Linked DNA regions of Ovis aries: region 1 is linked to region 2. Evidence: chromatin contacts called from public Hi-C data. All regions are on one chromosome and are shown on one strand. The core of a region is the stretch at or near the end of the contact, and the rest is flanking DNA. Distances in the headings are between cores, read along the strand shown. Region 1 holds the start of VSTM2L (V-set and transmembrane domain containing 2 like). Region 2 has its middle 26 kb from the start of BLCAP.

Region 1 (6,145 bases), core at 1,209-3,708, 310 kb before region 2:
TCCAGCCTCCTCGCTTCTTGAGGGACAGAAAGAGCCCTAGAGGGGTGACTCACTTGCCCAGAACTGCACAGTGGGGCAGCAAGAGAAGCCAGGCTCCCCTGCAGCCAGTGCTGTGTCCTTCCTACCCAGCCCCTCCTCTGGGCCCTTGCTGGACCTCCCCAGGGTGCAGTGGGGGCACTACAGCCAGGGGGGCAGAGCTGTGCCCTAAGCACGCCTGGCACCAGGGGGCAGGCGGAGACTGCCACGCAGAGGAGAACCCTGCTTGCCGATGAGGGGGCCACCTCGGGGCCTCAGGAATGACAGAGTGGCCCCCACAGCCCAGGGATGGGATGATGGTAAACCTCAGAGCCCCACTCCTTGCATCTCTCGGGACCAAAAATTCAGGAAAGCCCTTCTTTGGAACATTCTCCTAGTGTGAGTTCCAACCGTGCCAAGGATCTGAGCGGAGCCAGGAGGGGAGCGGGAGGAGGAATCCCTAGTTTCCCTTGAATGGGAGGGAGCCTGACAGGGAGATGAATGTCCTGGAAAAAGCGCTGTCTTTGCCCGACAGACTCTGGGGCCAGTCTCGGTGCAAACACTCACTCGCTGTGTGACCTTGGGCGAGTCCCTTTACCTCTGAGCCTTGGTTTTCCCATCTGTATACTAAAGATCAAAATAACCCTTCCCCTATTTTAGCACTGCTCCAGCCAGGTCGGTAGAAATTAGATGAGGGATAAGAACGGTGTGCAAATGGTACACAGAGCGGTTACTATTTAACCTGGTCAGGAAGAAGGGTGTAAGGAGTCATAGTTCCTCAAAAGCAGAGACCCTGAGAAGGGCTTACTCTCCCAAGCAATTCCAACTCACACGTCACGCCCCAGTAAAGCCTTCTCTGATCTCTTACCACCACAGCCCTTACTCTTTTCCATCAGAAGAAATCACCCAGTTCTCTGCCCTTTGTGCAAACCTGTCCCCAGTCCTGGGCATACATTGCCCAGCATGGGTGCTGCAGCCTCCCCGGCCAGCTTGGAAACCCTTGTAGGGAAGAGATGGATGGATGAGGCTTCTCCATTTTCATCTGTGCCCTGGTCCTCATACAGGAAGGAGTCCACCTCACCAAGGCAGGGGGAGCCCCTGCAGCTGCCGGCCTCAGACAATCCAACTCTGCTGCCAACTTGGGCTCCTCTGGGGCTGGAAGGAGCTTCTGACACTTTGGCAGCCAGTGCTGGGAATGCTCACTTGCTCCCCAGCTCCCAGGGTGGCTGAGTTGAGAGGTCCCATCTTTCAGTCCTCCGGGGTCAAAGATGAGGATGAGAGGGGACCCTACAGGAGGATGGCAGGGGGCTTCCTGCCCACCCCTAGAGGCAGACAAAAGCTCCAGGCTTCCCTCTTTCCCTTCCACGCCTCCGCCTGGAAGCAGCAATGCCAACTATTCCAGCGTCTTCAAGGGGCTCCCACCAAGCCAAGATGCCACCCACCTGATGGGGTGGCTGCAGCCCAGGCTACCAGTTCTCAAGAAGCGGGGTTCGTCTGTCCCCCAAGACCTTTCCCAGTGGGGCAGGTGGAGAGGGAAGGGACAAGGACAGCTACAGGGTTAAACCCACAAAGGGGAAAGGCAGATGGGCAGAGATGTGTGGGTGAGAAAAGTGTGTTCACAAGTGTGTGTATTTTGCCACTGTGTCTGCAGGAAGGCGGGCAGGCAAGAGTTGTGCTCTGGGGTGCCAGCTGGCAGGGTGTGAGCCCTCCGGCCGCGCCTGCTGTGTGTCTAGTGGGCACAGAAGTGAGGGCGATCCGAGGTGTCTGGAGATGTATGAGGGTAGGAGTTGTGTGAGAAAGCAGCGAGTGCGGCTGTGTGTCCGTGGCTGGTCGTGGAGGTGTATGTATCCGCGCGAGTGTAGAGGGTGGGAAAGGAGCCCTCCGCGGGAGTGGCATGGGGGTGCCACCCGGGGTGCACCCTCGTCCGCAGGAATGGCCAGCAAGCCAGGGCCGGTCCGCAGACCCGGCAGGGGGCGCCCCCCCTCGGACTCCCGCCACCGGCGCCGCGGGCTCGAGTCCGGGGACGGCCAAGTCGGAGCCGCGCTGCCCAGGGTGGGGTTTGGTGGGGAAGTCCGCGGGGGCGGCGACCCAACTCACCGTGGCCGGAGATGTGATTGTCCCAGGGCGCGTGGCCGGCGGGCCGCGTGGCGCCGCCGAGTTGCAGGAAAAGTGCCAGGTAGTGGAGGGCGCCCAGCGCCACGGCGAGCGGGGCCCCCATGGTGCGCGCTCGGGCCGGAGGGGGCGCCGCCGCCTCACATCGGGGCTCAGAAGACCGCAGACCTCGCGCCCTCCGGCCCCCGCCCGGTGCGGCCTGGCTGCCCGGCTGCGGCTGCTGCCCCTTCGCCCGCAGAACCCGGTCGGGCCCCGGTTCCGGCCCCCGCCCGGCTCCGGCCCAGCCCCGGCTGCGGGAAGCGAGCGCACGCCCAGCCGGCCGCCTCCGACTGCGGGACTCTTCCCTTCCGCGGAAGGCCACTCCGCTCGGCGCCGCTGCCGCCGCACCCCCTCCCTCCCGCGCTCCCCCCGCCCGCCCAGAGGAGGAGGCGGCGGCGGCGGAGGGATCTGCCGCTTGATTTATCATCAAAGTTTTGCCCAGGCTCGGATTTTTAAAGCGGTACCCGCAACTTCTCCCGGCCCGAGAGCGCAAGTTGGGGCGAGATGGGGTGGAGGAAGCCACCCTAGGGACCCGATTCCTGCCAAGCTTAACACTACTGGTTTCAGGAACTGAAATGCTCTCCAGTGGGATAAAGAGGAAAACCAATCGACCAGACCCAGCGCGCTCAAAAGGGACTCCTCAACTTTGCTAGCTGGGCGGTGCCGAGGTCAGGGAGGCAGGTGGGGGCGGGTGGGTGGATGGAGGTGAGGGGGAGGTGGGAAGAAAACCTGGGCTGAGGCACTGGAGACCTGGTTAGACCTGCCTGCCGCAGGCTGTGTGATCGTGTCCGAGTGTCTAACCCAGTCTGAGCTTCAAGGTCTTCATCTGAGAAGTGGGAATAAATAGCTGCCTTCAGGGATCCTGGTGAGGATTACAAAATCGTGTGTGTAAAGCGCTAAGCATAAATGCCGCCCTCGTGGTAGAAGCTCAATAGTTATTACTGATGTTGTCCCCCTCTTTGGGACTCAGTTTTCATGTCCGTGTAGTGGGTGTAAGTAAGGCAGGCCAGTTGCTGGGTCTCCTTCTAGCTTAGAGAGGCTGAGCCTTGTGCAGTGGACTGGATCGCCCCCTTCTGGACTGCAGGGCTCCCTCCCTTGGACAGAGGGGCCTAGAGGTGGTGGTGAACGAAGCCACTTTCATTTCCAGGAGCAGGAATCCCAGGAGATCCTCCGATTCCTCCTCTGACTGTTTTACTGGGGCTGTTGAGACATAAGGCGGACCTGTGGCTTCATTTAAAAGAAAACTAAGCACGTTAAATCAGAGACGGAGCTTCTCCGAGGACCTCAGCGAGTCTGGGGCCAAGTTCCTGCCTCCTGGGCAGGATCTCTCCTACTCTCATCCCTTGTGCTTCATCAGGCATTGTTCCGGGCACAGCCCTACCCGCCGCGGTTTCAGCACCTCAAAGGAGGACAGCGTCCACCCCGACACCCATCTTTTCAACCTCACCCACCGCACTTCTCGGACTCTTAGATGGGAGGGTTCAGCACCATGGACAGACCTTCTGATTGCCTCCCTCGCCCCCGCCGAATGAGAGTCAGAGCCAGAGAAGGCCCACAGCCCTCTCCAGAACACACACAGGAGGATCCAGCATTGTGGACATCACCCCAACTTTGAGAATAAGGTTAGAGCCCGAGGGACAGCTTTCCTCCTCGCCCCCGTCTTTAATTTGTTCTCTCATACCCCTTTCCAATAATATGGCGGACAACACACCCGTTGGGGCCTGTGTTCTCCAGCAACAATACAGTTTATTCGAAACCATGGACAGCACCCTGAAGGGTCGCGCAATTACGAATACTGCTTCTACACAACTGACAGCATTCACAGGACCAGTGTCGCGGCGCTGCCTTCAGCACCGCGGACAAACCCCGTCGTCATCTAGCTCCTTCCCGTCCATATTCTCTGGAGTAAGGGCTTTTTTTTTTTTTTTTTTTTTGGCCTGATTAACTTACTTATCATTTCCCTCCCACGCAGAGGTAGTATTTATTTAGGCTATCCTGGAATGGCCTGGCGTCTTGGACCCTACGAAAACGTTTCCTCATTCATTAATTCACTTTACCCTCCCTCCAGTGAAATGGTTTCCATTGCCCTTGTTATAAAGATGGCGAATCTTTTGTTGTTTGGCTGCACTGGGTCTTAGCTGTGGCAGACGGGACCTTTGATCTTCATTGCAGTTGTGGCATGTGGAAGCTTTAGTTGCTGGCATGTGGGTCTAGTTCCCTGACCAGAGATCAGATCCTTGCCCTCCTGCATTTGGAGTGTGAAGTCTTAGCCACTGGACCACCAGGGAAGTCCTGAAGCTGAGAATCTTCAAGATCACATAGCAGCTGGTGCTATGACTGAAACCCAGGACTCTTTTAATCCCAGCCTGGAGCCTCTCCAGGAGAATAGAATGCCAGAAATGGGGCCCAAACCCAGGGGTTTCTCCTCTTAAATTTTAAATTGGAAGGAAGCAGGCAGAGGCAAGGGCACAGGGAGAGAGGAGAGAGAAGAAAGGAGAAAACAAGAGATGCTACTTTCAGACTGCAGAGGAACGAGGTCAGAGTGGGACAGCGGCCCTGCCCTTATCCACTGACTGACCTGCAGGCACCCTTTCTTCTCATAGTCTGTGCTTAGTCGTGTCCGACTCTTCGCAACTCCATGGACAGGCTCCTCTGTCTATGGAGATTCTCTGGGATGGGGTTAGATCTCGTAACCCCTGAAGTTCCTTCAAGGACAGATTTCCAGGGATTTAATGAGTTTGAAAAGGCTGTTGCTGTAATGATTCTGCTCAGAAGCCTCCAATGGCCTTGTCTATTAGAGGAATCTGACATCTCTGGTTTGCATTCAAGGTCTCAGCCTCCCTTCTGCTCCAGGCACCATCCCCCCTCTGCACTGCCTCCCTGCACCCACGCTAGCATCACCGTGTCCTTACCATTCCCTGTGTTTTCCCTCTACACACATGCCTTCCCCTCTGTCTAGCTGAGTCTTCCATTGGCCAAGGTCCCGTCTGAATCCCTCACAGGAAGACATGCCTGCTGGCTTCTCCCAATCTCTGAGCCTCTGTTGGCCCATTACTGTTTACCCAGTGTTGTGCTACAAGTTTACTTATCCAACTTAATCCTCTGTACTACCAAGACATATAGGGTAGAATAGTGTGATTTTAAGTGTGGAATCTAGTTTTTAATCCTGCCACCCACCTACTAGCTGTGTGACTTTAGATAAGTTACTTAGCCTTTCTGTGCCTGAGCTTCCTTATCTGTAAAATAAAGACAATAATGCCTCCATCACAAGGTTATCATAAGGGTCAAATGACTTGCTACATGGAAAGCAGTTAGAACACTGCCTGAAGAAAGTGAAAGTGGAAGTGAAAGTGTGAGTCGCTCAGTCATGTCAGACTCTCTTCAACCCCATGGACTGTAGCTCTCCAGGCTCTTCTGTCCATGGGGTTTTCCAGGCAAGAACACTGGAATGGGTTGCCATTCCCTTCTGCAGGGGATTGTCCCGACCCAGGAATCAAACTTGAGTCTCCTACATTGCAGGCAGATTCTTTACAGTCTGAGCCACCAGGAAAGCTCAGAACACTGCCTGTTATTATTATTCAGTTGCTCAGTCATGTTCAATTCTTTGTCACCCCATGGACTGTAGCCCACCAGGCTTCTCCATCCATGGGACTCTCCAGGCCAGAATAGTGGAGTGGGTTGCCATTTCCTTCTCCAAGAACACTGCCTGGCACAAAGTAAATAGTAACACATAGAAAATACATAGCCATATGCTGCTGCTGCTGCTGCTGCTAAGCCGCTTCAGTCACGTTCGACTCTGTGTGACCCCATAGACCGCAGCCCACGAGGCTCCGCCGTCCCTGGGATCCTCGAGGCAAGAACACTGGAGTGGGTTGCCATTTCCTTCTCCAATGCATGAAAGGGAAAAGTGAAAGGGAAGTTGCTCAGTCATGTCTGACTCTTCGCGACCCCATGGACTGCAGCCTACCAGGCTCCTCCG
Region 2 (6,728 bases), core at 1,688-4,187:
TCAGGGCTGCCAGAGAATATATTCTTTTAATATGTATAATATATTTGAGCTGCTACATGACTCGCCGAGGCAGGAGGGAGGGTGGGTGGCCCACAATTGACATTTCAGAGGCATTTCCAGGGAAGAGAAACAGCTGACTTTGGGAAAGGGGAGGACTGCGTTCAGTTGAGATTGGCTTCTGGGGTCCTGTCGCTAGGATGGAATGGAGTCCCCATCTTCTGCCTGAGCCCAGTGTGGAGATTTATCTGGTCCCTTGAGATGCTTCATCTGATCCTTTTGGGTATCTGTAGCTTTCCACTGATCGGTGGTGTTCAGCTATAACAAAAGATTTGAGGGCCACATTACCCTGACCTGCCACAGTCACAGAAGTTCAAGGCTGTATGCCTGCTGTGTGACCTTAGGCAAGTAGTTAAACTCTCTGAACCTTAGTGCCTTTGTCTGTAAAAGGAGATGTCAGGCCTGCCTTGCAGGGTGAAATCAGATCGTGTCGGTGAACATGGAAACAGATTGCCAAGTGGGTGCTCACAGTGGGGGACATGACCTACTTATGGGAATGAGGTTGGGGTGAGGGAGGGCTTCCCTGGAGAAGTGCCAGAGACCCCAGAGATGACTCCAGAAGAAGAGGGTCAGGGCAAGGGAATATTCCCTTCTCTCCCAAGCCAATATTCCCTACCTCCCAGGCCTGCAAGGCTAACGGACCTTTAGGCCATTTAAGACCCACTAATGGGATGAGTCCAGAATGAACTGGGCTGCCCTCAGTGGGCAAGCTTAGTTTGGAGTGAGCCCAGGGCCCAAGTGCCCCTGACTTCCGCCTCTGCAAGTGCATGGTGCAAGGCTTGAACCTCTGTGTTTTGTGTCGCTTGCCAATTCCTCTGGGTGATTCCCCCAGCTACTTCCCAGGAAGCAAAGTAATATCTTTCTTAGTAGCTGGGATTATTTAGAAATGAGGTCAAAATTAAAAGGAGGCTTGTTTTCCCCTGGCATTTCTCAGCATCTCAAAAACTAGCAGCCTCTGCTCTTTTGTCTCTCTCGGGGTTCCCTCCTCATTCTCTTGCCACTGCCTCTTCCCTCACTTGGGTAGAGCCACCCGGGAGAGGAGGACAGAGGTCACCAGGGTCCCAGTGGAAACAGACACCCTGAGCTCTGAGGTAGGGGTTCCCCCAGATCGGTTGAATCAGCAACCCCGGGAAGCTTTCGAGTGGGTAGACTGGGGGCCCAGGGATCATATTTCCCAACACTCCAGGGTGATGCTGAGGCCACGTTTAGGTGCCACAAAGCTGAGCTCAGAACCACAATCCACCCCAAAGGCAGGGGAATAGAGGCAAGCTGGAGTCCGTCTTGGCATCCCTAAGAGTCTGCCAGCGGTCGTCAGTTCTGTGACCCTCCCTCTCCACTTGCTTTCCTCATACGCTTCCCCATCTCAGCACAGAGCACTCCCAACCACCTAACTCTTTAAGGCATCATCTTGGATCCTCCCCTGTCCCTTATCTCTCATCTAGCAGAATCCACCACCCGCCTGGCCACCCTGATCTGAGGCACCAGCATTTCTCCCCTGAATTATTACTACCGCTTCCTCTCCGGCTGTCCAGCTTTCACGCCCTGCCCCAGCCCGTCCTCCTCCCAGCAGCCAGAAGGATCTTTTAAAAATATGAATCTGATCACTTTCCTTGCCCTGTTTCCCCCCTTTCCACATGCCTCGCCTGTGCATGACTGGCTCCATCTCATCTTTCAGCTCCTAGTTTAAATGTTGCCTCATTAGAGTCCCTCCCCTGACAGTTCTGGCCAAGAGCAGCCTCCCCCTCCTTGGTTACTCTTTATCTCTGCCCTTTCCTGGTTCCCTTCACAGCACTGATCCCAATTTGTAATTATTTGGTTGTTGTGTACTTGTTTGACAATCTGTCTCCCCACTCAGGAGGGGTAAGGTCCTAGGGGAAGGACCTCATTTTCCTGTTTATTGTTCCCTCCCCAGGGCCCAGCACAAAGACTACTGCCCTGCGCTGGCTTCCATATCAAATTCTGGAAGAGCAGGTATTTGATTGGCCCAATTCATCATTTTGAGACAGGCTGCTTAGGTAATAAAAATACACACCCTCAGGTCAGATGACAATCCCATTTTCCAACTGAGCAGGGTCCAGGAATGAGCAGGGTGGTCTTATCTAGAAGCAGTTGTCTGGCCAGGGCAAGGATGGAGTCCCCAGGACACTGGTCCAGCCACCTCTTAAGCCATAGATGAAGCAGAAAGGACAGGAGAGAACTGGAGGAAATGGTTCCCTACACATCTGTTTTATAGATGAGTAAATAGGTCTTTGGGCTTTTCTCTGTGACTCAGTAGTAAAGAATCCACCAGCCAATGCAGGAGATGCAAGTACCACCCCTAGGTGGGGAAGATCCCCTGGAGGAGGATGTGGCAACCCACTCCAGTATTCTTGCCTGCAAAATCCCATGGCCAGAGGAGCCTGGGGGGCTACAGCCAGACCAGACTTAGTGACTAAACAACATCAGAAGGGGCCTTCAGCCCCTCCCTTATCCTGGGTAACTTCCAGAGGGGCAAGTCTCCCCAGCCTTGACCACCAGACCTCACCCCCAGGCTCACAGACCTCGCGGCAGCTAACGAAGTTCTCTGAGGGGATTGAGAGGTCGAGTCTATAGCCCTGCCTCCGAGCAAGTCTGAGTGGCCCAGTGAGAAGACAGTCAGTCCCTCCGCTCTACCTCCCAGAGACGCCCTCCCTTCCCACGCCAAGTCTAGAGAAGGGTGTGGTGCGGTGGGAAATTGGGCCTGGGATTTGGGAGATCTCAGTTAGCCTGCCACCCGCTTTCTGAGCCTCAGTTTCCCTTTCTGGACGAGATGAAGTATTTTGAGGCTGCGGAAGGCTCGCACCCAGTCCAGCGCCGTCTCTCGCAGTCCCCAGTCCGCCCTCCGCCCGCAGCAAGGCTGCAGCGCAGCTTCTCCGCGGAGCGCCGGCGCCCCCTGCTGGACCGAGATGGGAGGACAGCCCTGGCCAGGCCGCCTCCGGTGTCTCGAGGTGGCTTCCCGGAGGGTGGGCAGTACCACCGAGCCTGGAACCACGGGCTGGCACAGAGACATCGGGCTGGCAAGAGATTCAGATACACAAGGACACAGATACATTCCAGGGCCACCCTAAAACATGGGCCCAATACCACCCGCGCCCTTCCCATGGTTCTAGGAGCACAGAAAAGCAAGGGGCAGAGGATGGCAGAAGGTGTGCAGAGTTTGCACACATGGACCACAGTAGGGACTCGTATGTGTGTCTCGGAGGCCCTTCATGGTGTGTGAGGACGCGGAAGAGGGTGGGCTGCATAAACACCTGGTGAGGGAAAGGCCCCCAGGGCCCCAGCGCTGGGAGAAATGCCACACGCAGGGGCGGCAGGCTGAGTCCTAAGGGACACGAGAGGAGGCAAGAGCCTCTGCCACATCTCAGGGTTACAGGAGACCCTCAGGAATTCCAGCTGTGAGAATCAAGACCCCTGAAGCCACCATGTAACGATTTCGCCTCTCCTGTGTACATTGTTCCCCTGCGGGGCTCAGAAACTGTCAGCCTTCCCCAGCAACCACAGCAGGAACCGGCCACGGGGGAGGAGGTGCCCCCAAACCCAGCAGACCCCTGGCTCAGAGCCCTGACATTTGTAAATCAGCCCTCCTGACTTTTTATTCATTCATTGTGGACATGCCACATGCTTGCTTGTCTGCATCCAGTGGTGAGCCAAGTCCAGCTCCGAAGATGCAGAGTAGGGAAAAGGGACTGTATACAAAAACCAAACAAATAGGTAATGTAATCCTGTTGATTATCCAGCAGGTTAATGGTTCAGTATACCCAAGAGAATTGAAAACATACCACCATATGTCCACGCGTAGATGTACATGTGACTATTCATAGCAGCTTTAGTTCTGATACTTGAGAACTGGACACAGCGCAGGTGTCCATCAACAGGAAAGTGAACAAATCACCTGAGATCCATCCATATGGTGGAATACAGCTCAGCCACAGGACTGCATGAACCCCCTCATGACAAGCGTGTGCATGCATGCTTAGTTGCTCAGTTGTGTTATAACCTGTAACCCTCCAGGCTCCTCTCTGTCCATGGATTTCCCAAGCAAAAATACTAGAATGGGTTGCCATTTCCTTCTCCAGGGGATCTTCCTGGACCTAGAGATCGAACCCGGGTCTCCTGCATTGCAGACGGACTCTTTCACCGTCTGAGCCACCATCAGTTCAGTTCGGTCGCTCAGTCGTGTCCGACTCTTTGCGACCCCATGAATCGCAACAAGCCAGGCCTCCCTGTCCATCACCATCTCCTGGACTTCACTCAGACTCACGTCCATCGAGTCCGTGATGCCATCCAGCCATCTCATCCTCGGTCGTCCCCTTCTCCTCCTGCCCCCAATCCCTCCCAGCATCAGAGTCTTTTCCAATGAGTCAACTCTTCGCATGAGGTGGCCAAAGTACTGGAGTTTCAGCTTTAGCATCATTCCCTCCAAAGAAATCCCAGGGTTGATCTCCTTCAGAATGGACTGGTTGGATCTCCTTGCAGTCCAAGGAACTCTCAAGAGTCTTCTCCAACACCACAGTTCAAAAGCATCAATTCTTCGGTGCTCAGCCTTCTTCACAGTCCAACTCTCACATCCATACATGACCACAGGAAAAACCATAGCCTTGACTAGACGGACAGTCGGCAAAGTAATGTCTCTGCTATTGAATACGCTATCTAGGTTGGTCATAACTTTTCTTCCAAGGAGTAAGTGTCTTTTAATTTCATGGCTGCAGTCACCATCTGCAGTGATTTTGGAGCCCCCCAAAATAAATTCTGACACTGTTTCCACTGTTTCCCCATCTATTTCCCATGAAGCAATGGGACCGGATGCCATGATCTTCGTTTTCTGAATGTTGAGCTTTAGGCTCTTTTTCGCTCTCCTCTTTCACTTTTATCAAGAGGCTTTTTAGCTCCTCTTCACTTTCTGCCATAAGGGTGGTGTCATCTGCATATCTGAGGTTATTGATATTTCTCCCGGCAATCTTGATTCTTGTGTTTCTTCCAGTCCAGCGTTTCTCATGAGCCACCATGGAAGCCCCATAATGATGAGAGAGAATCTCAGAAACAATATGGTGAGCAAAGGAAATCAAACACAAAAGAACACGTGCAAAATTATTCCATGTATGTGGAATTCTAGAAAAGAAATAGCTGAGCTATGGTGACAAAAAGTGGACGGGTGAGTGCGTTGGGCAGGGAGAAAGCCATCTGACTGAACTTTGGAGAGTGATGGAAGTGTTGATTCCAGTGCATACATATTTGTTAAAACTTGGCAGACTGCACACGCTAAATGAACGTCTTGTAAGTTATACCACAATAAAGCGGTTTTTTAAAAGATGCAATGCCAAGAGCTATAAAAACAATAGAATGAAGGGAAAAGGAGTGTGTTTAGGATTATGTGGTCAGAGATGCCTCTCTGAGGAGTCAATATTTAAACTAAGAATGGAAATAGATGAGCTGGACTTGGGTGTGTCTTAGGGGCAGGACCTGCAAGTGCAAAGGCCCTGAGGCAGGAAGGCCCCTCCCTCCATGTGCCAATCACCTGAAACAAAGCTTATGCCAGCAGATACCCAAGGGCTGCCAATCGCTGGCCTAAATGAAACAATAAAAAGGAGGCTTTCTACCCCTTCCACAGTCTTGGTTTTCTGGTTGTGCCTACAGACTGCTGTAACTGGTGGGCTATTAGGGTACACACTAGCTCTGGGTTTCATTTGGGTGGATGAAACCTACATCTCCAGGGCAGGAGGGAGACATAGGGGTATCCCTGGCATTTCTTGCTTCTCTGTCTCCCCTGGGGTCCCCTGAAGGCAGACCCTGAGCAAAGGATGCAGGTGCTTTTGCAGGGCAGTGGTCCCAGGAGGCACAATCTAAGAGCAAGAAGTGAAAGAAGGGAAGAAAACTTAATACAGGGTTGTTAATGTGGGGCTCCTGCTGTGTGTAATGGGGGCTGCATCTGGCTGGGGGCCTCTGGGACACTGCATGAAGCACATGAATGAGGGCCAGTCCTGGGACATGAATTCAGCTAGTCCAGCTGCCGGGTGTGTAGGCTGACCCGGTTCTGGCTAGAGAATGCTCACTGGCAGAGAGACACTCAGAAAGATGTCAGCGAGGATGGTACTGTCTGAGAGCCACCTGCAGCATGGGCTGAGGGAGGGGGATGAGCAGGGCACCAACCGCATCTGCTGCAGCATCTGACTGGGAACACGGGGCAGGAACTATAGCGTTCTGCAAATTATATTTCATTGCAGGATATAAGAATCCGAGTCTTATAAGGTGAAGCCACTCTAACATGACTGACTCTGGCATCACCTTAGAAGTAGCCTGGTCCCTTCAAGCCAAAAACCAGGGCTTCCCCCAACTCCTCATCTTTTTTACTCCCATATCCAATCAAACCCCAAGACCCATGGATTCTTGCCTCCTTCCTGCCCTCTAGGCTCTGGACTCATGTCTTCCTATCACTCCCCAGTCAAGCCAGGTGGCCAATGAGCAGGCAGAGTGAGCCTCAACGTTCCAGCCTTGCCTTGCTCCTCCCTCGCTTCATCCTTGCTATGGCGCCCACCAGCCTCAGCAGTATTCATCAGTCATCTATCCCTGATCTACTTGCTTTTGTTATTTACTTAATATTTTCCTTCAAGTTGACTCGCCTGTTTGATTTATGTACATTTATCTTCAAAACAAAA

Evidence for each region. A called contact is a pair of places that touch in the nucleus more often than the background predicts.
Region 1: a Hi-C map of hypothalamus shows a contact between it and region 2, with 3 times the contacts expected there. The contact joins the promoter of VSTM2L here to the enhancer-like site in region 2. A contact is called at or near these places in 2 of 16 Hi-C or Micro-C datasets (hypothalamus and skin fibroblasts).

The regions. Positions count from the first base shown.
Region 1 is chr13:66,786,480-66,792,624 of ARS-UI_Ramb_v3.0, reverse strand. VSTM2L (V-set and transmembrane domain containing 2 like) reads right to left here and starts at 2,458. Exons shown (of 4, transcript XM_027977187.3): 1 at 2,113-2,458. The coding sequence starts at 2,233.
Region 2 is chr13:66,479,015-66,485,742 of ARS-UI_Ramb_v3.0, reverse strand. No RefSeq gene overlaps it. Among named protein-coding and RNA genes, the nearest start is that of BLCAP, 26 kb to the right of the region's middle. Within about 2 kb of position 2,937, at least 6 of the 54 cell types and tissues checked have an H3K27ac peak or open chromatin away from gene starts, as enhancers often do. A contact at or near this core is called in hypothalamus, where this site is marked.